Regions from separate parts of the Hordeum vulgare genome. Here region 1 is linked to region 2. Evidence: chromatin contacts called from public Hi-C data. All regions are on one chromosome and are shown on one strand. Each heading gives the region's core, a stretch centred on a gene start, on an enhancer-like site or on the middle of the called end of the contact. The rest is flanking DNA. Distances are from core to core; before and after follow the strand shown. Region 1 holds the start of LOC123426431 (probable ribose-5-phosphate isomerase 2). Region 2 holds the start of LOC123426430 (phototropin-2-like).

Region 1 (3,137 bases), core at 631-3,130, 570 kb before region 2:
TTAAACACAAGCTGTAAAATAGTTCAAACGATTTATGGTAGGACGTTCTGGAGGAGTTTGTATGAACCATAGGAATACCGGAACTTTTAGTCTATACTAAACTTTTTGTGAAGAAGTTTCATGGTGTAGAGGCTTGGGCAAAACTCAATATATTTTTCACTTAAGTTTTTGTGGTCCATGTATTTTTAGATGCAATCAGCAATTTCAATTCTTCAGATCTGAAAAAACACTTACAATTTTAAACTTTGGAAAAGTCAATGAGGGTTACTTCTGTGATTTTTTTAGAACTATTTGCCTAGGAGAAAAATCTCAAAAGTTAGCATATGTAAAATGCTTCAATTTCACTATCCATAATTTTTTACGAAACATTGTCAAGATGTTCTTAGAGGTGTTTTTTTCACGAAGTTTATTTTTTCTTTGCTTGTGTTAAAACTTAAAAGCGAAACACTATTGTCCATGCAAAAAACAAGTGCGGAAAAGAGTGGCTCATTTCGGTGGCAGAAAGGAAGAAAGAAGTGGCAAAAGAAAGTGTCTCCATACAAACGGATATCTAGAAATCTGGTGCACTGAATCGGAGCATTAAACCTAAAGAAAAACTGCCATGCACATTCCATCCATGCCTAGTTGAGACTACTTGATTTGGACTCTATCGGACCGTAGCCAATCCTTTTCCTGTCTTGGATTGGTGTACACAAAACACAGGCACGTCCGCACATGGCTACTACTAAATCGAGAGGGGTCGGACAGCTGATGCAAGCAAAAAATATCAGGCCTAAACATGGAGTCAAAATTGGCAGACGAGCGATGAAGAAAACCGACTTGATAACATTATGGAGCGAAGTCCAAAACTTATTAGCTTCACCACACTAAGCTGGGCACCATCGCATTATACCCATGAATAAGGAGCAATAACAGTAACGTAGAGCAAGTTCACCGCATGAGCAAGAAGAGGTTCTGCTTCAATCTTGGCTTATTGTCATCTCCTCTGCAGATTCTTCCCCAGGCGTCTACTTCCTGCTGAGGACCGCCACGGTGCCGTCCTTCTTGGCGACGATGACCTTGGTGGCCATGCCGAGGAACATGCCGTGCTCGACGACGCCCGTGATGCGCAGCAGGCTGTCGCTGATGTCGCGCAGGTTGCCGTGTATGCCGTCGTCGAAGAACATCTCGACGATGTAGTTGCCGTTGTCGGTGAGGAAGAGGTCCTCCTGGTGGTCGCCGGCCTTGGACTTGACGGTCCTGAGCCTGGCGTGGAAGCCCGGCAATTTGTCGAACACCTTGCGGATGAGGCCGAGCGTGTAGACGCTGCCGAAGGGAACGACCTCGACAGGGACGGCGCCGGTGCAGCCGAGGCGGGGGACGAGCTTGGACTCGTCGACGATGACGACGAAGCGGGCACCGGCCCCCTCGATCATCTTCTCGCGGAGGAGCGAGCCGCCGCGGCCCTTGACGAGGTTGAGGTCCGGGTCGACCTCGTCGGCGCCGTCGATGGAGAGGTGGATCTCGGCGGCGTCGGCGAGCGCGAGCATGGGGATCCCGACGCGCGCGGCGTGCGCCTCCGTCTTGAGGGAGGTGGGCACCCCGGCGACCCCGCGCAGCGCGCCGGTGCGGAGGAGGTCCCCGAGGCGGTCGAGCGCGTGCGCGGCCGTGGAGCCGGTGCCGAGCCCCAGCGTCATGTCGGACTCCACCATGTCGACGGCGCGGTGCGCGGCGACGCGCTTGAGGTCCTCCTGCGTCGCCGCGTCGAGGGCCCGCGGCGGCGAGGCGGCGCTGCCCATGGCGGCGCGGGGGGCGAGGGTTTCTTGGAGGGATTGGGGTGGGAACAGAAACGGGAGGTGGGGGATTTTTAGGAAAGGAGGCGGCGGGAAATGGGAGCCTGTGGTGTGGGGGGAGATGGCACAGAATCGGCAGCATTTATGGGCATCGGAATGCGTGATAGATGCGGCGAATCAGGGACCTGACGCGGTCTTTATTCCCACGCGTTGTAAAATGGAACGGAAATTAATTCTAGGTGTCCTCTACGCTGCGTGCAGCACTCCTCTCCGTTGCTTGCCCTGCAGTCTGCAGTGCCATGATTCACGTTGCTGGGACGACATACGGACGGAGACGGCGTGGTTCATGCTTGATTACTATCATCATCGTTTCGGTGCTCATCTGATAGGCCTATCTTCAGAGGGATGCAAACTTTCTACCACTGCCCCAGTGAGACCATGTCAGATATGAGTATATTGTGGTTCGGTAACTGTCCTTTTTCTTTTATTATATCGAGTGGTTCAGTAGCTAACTTTGATGAACTCAAATTTCAGTTTTTATAGCGCATGTCCAAAAGTTACCTGCCAAATTCATTTATTCAGGTAAGTTAAAAAAAAATCAAAGTGTAGCCCTGTAAAATATTATTCCCTCCTTTTCCAGAATAACTTATGTGGTTCTAAGTCAGTTTCTCACTTCTCAAATCAAAATATAACCTACAAATAGTGAAATGAGTATAGCTTAGGTGATTAACTTTTTTTTTTAACCGCGCTTCTACCCCTTTCCATTACTTTCACATAACGGAAATACATCGGTCCAAGGAACAACAACCGAAAGGAAACATGAAAGGGGAAAAAGCGAGTCCAAAACATCGAAGGGAAACCCACCATGAGCGTCTGTCAACGAGTAACCCACCATGGGGCGAAAACCCAACGACACCTACTCACTACCACAGCTAGTCTAGATCAAAGAGGCAAGTCTAGGAGATCACTCCTAGTCTAGATCAAAGAGGCAAGTCTAGGAGATCACTCCAAAAGCAGCTCACGCAGGAGTAGCATTAACAAAGCACTAATGCAAAATGACGGTAGCAGCAGATCAGTCGACCTTCATCCCATCGAACGTGGCGCAGATTCTCATCAAGTTTGTTGCAGGAGTATTCAACATATTAGCCCCGTGTTCCATGGTCTCCTCGTCCTCTCCAACGAATAAACCTGCCCAATACGAAAAGAATCCACACGGAGAGAACACCACATCAAAAGGGGTGCTCAAAATTTTGTTCTCAAAGGTGGCTGTGTTGTGACTGTTCCATATGGCCCAACACACTGATGCAAGGCCAAATGTATAAAACCCCATATCATCAGTGTCACGCCCCAGATGCGGTCTTATCC
Region 2 (3,380 bases), core at 346-2,845:
CATTCGCATCTACGTCAGTCCCGTTGAAATTTGGATCGTGCATGGTAGGAGGAAGTCGCGGGAGGCAAACAAAAGCAAACCAAGCTTCAGATCGAGCTATTTCACAAAATCCCCAATTCGCAAACCCTAACCCTAGCTCTGGCTATACGCAAGTGACCTTGATGATGCTGTCGCAGGAGGAGCACATGTTCAGGGTCGAATCCTCATTGGTCTCGTCGTCATTCCACAAAACCATGGCAGGGCGGAGAAGCGGTCGGCGTCCGACGGATGGAGCGACAGCGGAAGAGAAGAACAAAGAGAGGGTGACGAGCGATGGACTGAGGACAAAGAGCGACTGAGTCTCGATTGGGTTCAGTTTTGACCGAGCCAGCGTGTCGACGGAGCTAGCGGCAACGTTCGACGGCATTAGTGCCTCTCCGTGATGCCACGTCACCAGAAATGGGCCCTACATGTCATAATTGTGCTTAAAACGCTCCAACAGACGGGTCAGTGTTTTTTGCAAAAAAAAATTAGGCACACTTCATGTGTTTTCTGCAACGAATGTGTATATGAGTGTTTTCTGCAATCCTACGCTTCAATGTGGTGGTTTTTTGCAATTAACTCAACATATATCAACATCAATACCAAAGTTTGAGATTGCGCTAATCGGATCTGCCAACCGGTAGTACTAGAGGTATACTTGGCCATGGGCAACCCAGGACGGCCCGACCCGACCCGACCCAAAAATTTCGGGCCGGGTCGGGCCTATACTTGCCATCATGCCGGGCTCACGCGTGGAATTTGAGCCCAATGAACGGACCGGGCCGGGCTCGGGCTTGAGGAATGTTATTTTTAAGCCATTGGCCGGGCCAGACCGATTGGGCCCAGTCGGGCTTTTTCTTGTTCGGACCGGGCTTGGGTCCAATATTTTTGCCCGATGGTCGGGCCGGGCCGGGCTCGGCCCTGGAATTTTAGCATCGGTTTTTTTTGGTCCGGCCCGAAGTAGCCCACGTATAACTAGAGGTGATAATCGGCAAAAGATCTGCAAGTGTTAGAGGACATCTATCTCATTCAGTTTTCTTTTTCATAGATCAGTGCACCCGTTTTGTCTCTCTTCTCCTAATAACCACGCTGAGCGGGCGCCGGGCGGTCCATAAGAAAAGCTTAGCGGATGTCTTATCAACAAACCCCAAGCGCAACCCAGCCATCTGCAATCATCATAGGTTTGTAAAAACGCGGGCGCAAAACCGTACCCTTCCTTGTTAAATCTCTATGTATCTAGTGCTAAAAAGGAAGATCTGAGAAGGCACAAGCTGAGAAGGCGCAATTTGTAACGTCGTGTCGTCCCATGGTATTTGTACCCGATTGTTCCTAGCTATCCACAGCAGCCGGCCACCCTGGTCTCGCCCGTCGCCGTCCGGGAACAAGAACAAGCTCGCGACAGCGACGCTCAGGCGGACCTCCCCGGCAGACCGTCATCCACTGGATCCCCTCGCGCGCTCCCGTGGCCGCACACCCGCCCCGAAAAAATCTCCCCGTCGCCGTCGCCACCACCCCCGCGCCCCACCCCGGGGCAAAACGCGTCCGCACGATGCCTCGCCCGCTCGCTCGCTGGCGACGACGCCTCCCCGTGTCGCACCGGCCGGGTTCCGTACGTGCCTCCATCGCTGGCCACAAAACGCGAGCGCCAGGGGGCGAGGCGACGTCCGTGAGTCGACCACGGGCAGGATTGCATTATCCTCTCCCTTGCGCCATTCTTTTCCGCTGCCGCTCTGCTTTCGGGGGAGCACCTGATTCTGCACGGACTAGATAGATTGGTCGTCTCGTCTGTATAGCTACCATCCAGCTGCTCTGCCATTGGAAGCTGCCGCACCTCAAGGTTGGGTTGATCCTCCTCTGCTTTTTGCTCTTTTTGGTTGGGCTGTGCACTTGTGTCCTTTGATTCGTCTTGCTGCTTTCCTTTTATGTGCTTGCCGTCTCTGTATTCCGTGCTGGAGCTGTACGTACCAGCGGTATTTCATTGGTCTGCTTTGGATAATGGAACAGTGAGGGTAGGTTCACACTCTACTGTGCTATATCTATCAGGTTCGGTACGTTGGAAGTAGTTCTTGGCATATCCCCACCCAAAACTCGGTTGTGTTTTTTCTTTAAAATATACATATCCAGTTCCCCTGTTCGATTTGTTCGGAGCCCTTCTTTTTTTCCGGTAAGTTCGGAGCCCTTGATTGGTCACTATACTACAGTAGGAAGTTGTTGCTCAATTTTTCACCTGCTCGTGTTCACGGCCTCAAATGTATTGGATGAAGTTCTCTTCATTCTCCCCAATTCACGGACACGGTTTGCTGAATGAATTTTACGACAAGATGATAGCAACACTGCCTGCGACTGCGAGATGCCTGAATTATGTGTTGCTTCCTCTTCTTGGATGCAGAAATTCAGCAGATGGTTGGCCGACCATAGTTGCACCGCTCATCAAATCAGTCGCGACAGCTAGCACGTGACGTAACCCATGGCGGGCGCTGGCAGCTCGAAAGATGTGGCCGACTCAGTGGAGAAGTGGATGGCGTTCCCGTCCGGGTCCGGGTCCGGCGAGGAGGCCAGCTTCACCCTCCCGACGCCGCCGTCGCTGTCCAGCGGCAAGGAGATCGTGGAGGAGCCGGGCGGTTCAGGCAGCGGCAGCAAGCAGCAGGGGTGGTGGCCCAAGCCGGAGCAGCGTGGCCGCAGCAGCAGCGGCACCGGCATGGGCAGCGCCAAGCCTTCCATGGAGGGGCGCGGGTCGTCCGACGCGCTGCCGCGGGTGTCGCAGGAGCTCAAGGACGCGCTGTCCAACCTGCAGCAGACGTTCGTCGTCTCGGACGCCACCCGCCCCGACATCCCCATCATCTACGCCAGCGCCGGCTTCTACACCATGACCGGGTACTCCGCCAAGGAGATCATCGGACGCAACTGGTACGTGCTGTGCTCCGCCATCCATCGTCGCCGGTTTCTTGGTCAGTGCGGTGCGATGCATGCTTTGATAGAGCTCTGCTTTTGTGCAGCCGGTTTCTTCAGGGTCCGGAGACGGACCAGAACGAGGTGGCCAAAATCAGGGACGCCGTGAAGGCCGGCAAGAGCTTCTGCGGCCGGCTGCTCAACTACCGCAAGGACGGCACGCCGTTCTGGAATCTCCTCACCGTCACCCCCATCCGCGACGACAACGGCAAGGTCATCAAGTTCATCGGGTACGTACGCGCGCTCACCTTCACCTTATATATACTTGTCCAATGCACATCAAGACAGACATGTCGTTGCTCGTGCGTGCTGCGCTCTTATTTGTGATGGATTGGATGGACGCGCAGGATGCAGGTGGAGGTGAGCAAGTACACGGAAGGGCTGAGCGACAAGCGCATGCGGCCGAACGA

Evidence for each region. A called contact is a pair of places that touch in the nucleus more often than the background predicts.
Region 1: a Hi-C map of seedling shows a contact between it and region 2, with 5 times the contacts expected there. The contact joins the promoter of LOC123426431 here to the promoter of LOC123426430 in region 2. A contact is called at or near these places in 4 of 6 Hi-C or Micro-C datasets (leaf and seedling) and 1 of 1 datasets of contacts at active chromatin or transcription factors (embryo).

Annotation. Positions count from the first base shown.
Region 1 is chr2H:405,485,831-405,488,967 of MorexV3_pseudomolecules_assembly, reverse strand. It overlaps LOC123426431 (probable ribose-5-phosphate isomerase 2), which reads right to left and starts at 1,880. Exons shown (of 1, transcript XM_045110269.1): 1 at 806-1,880. The coding sequence starts at 1,778. The coding sequence ends at 1,008.
Region 2 is chr2H:404,911,803-404,915,182 of MorexV3_pseudomolecules_assembly, reverse strand. LOC123426430 (phototropin-2-like) reads left to right here and starts at 1,595. Exons shown (of 24, transcript XM_045110268.1): 1 at 1,595-1,858; 2 at 2,411-2,928; 3 at 3,018-3,200; 4 at 3,318-3,380. The coding sequence starts at 2,489.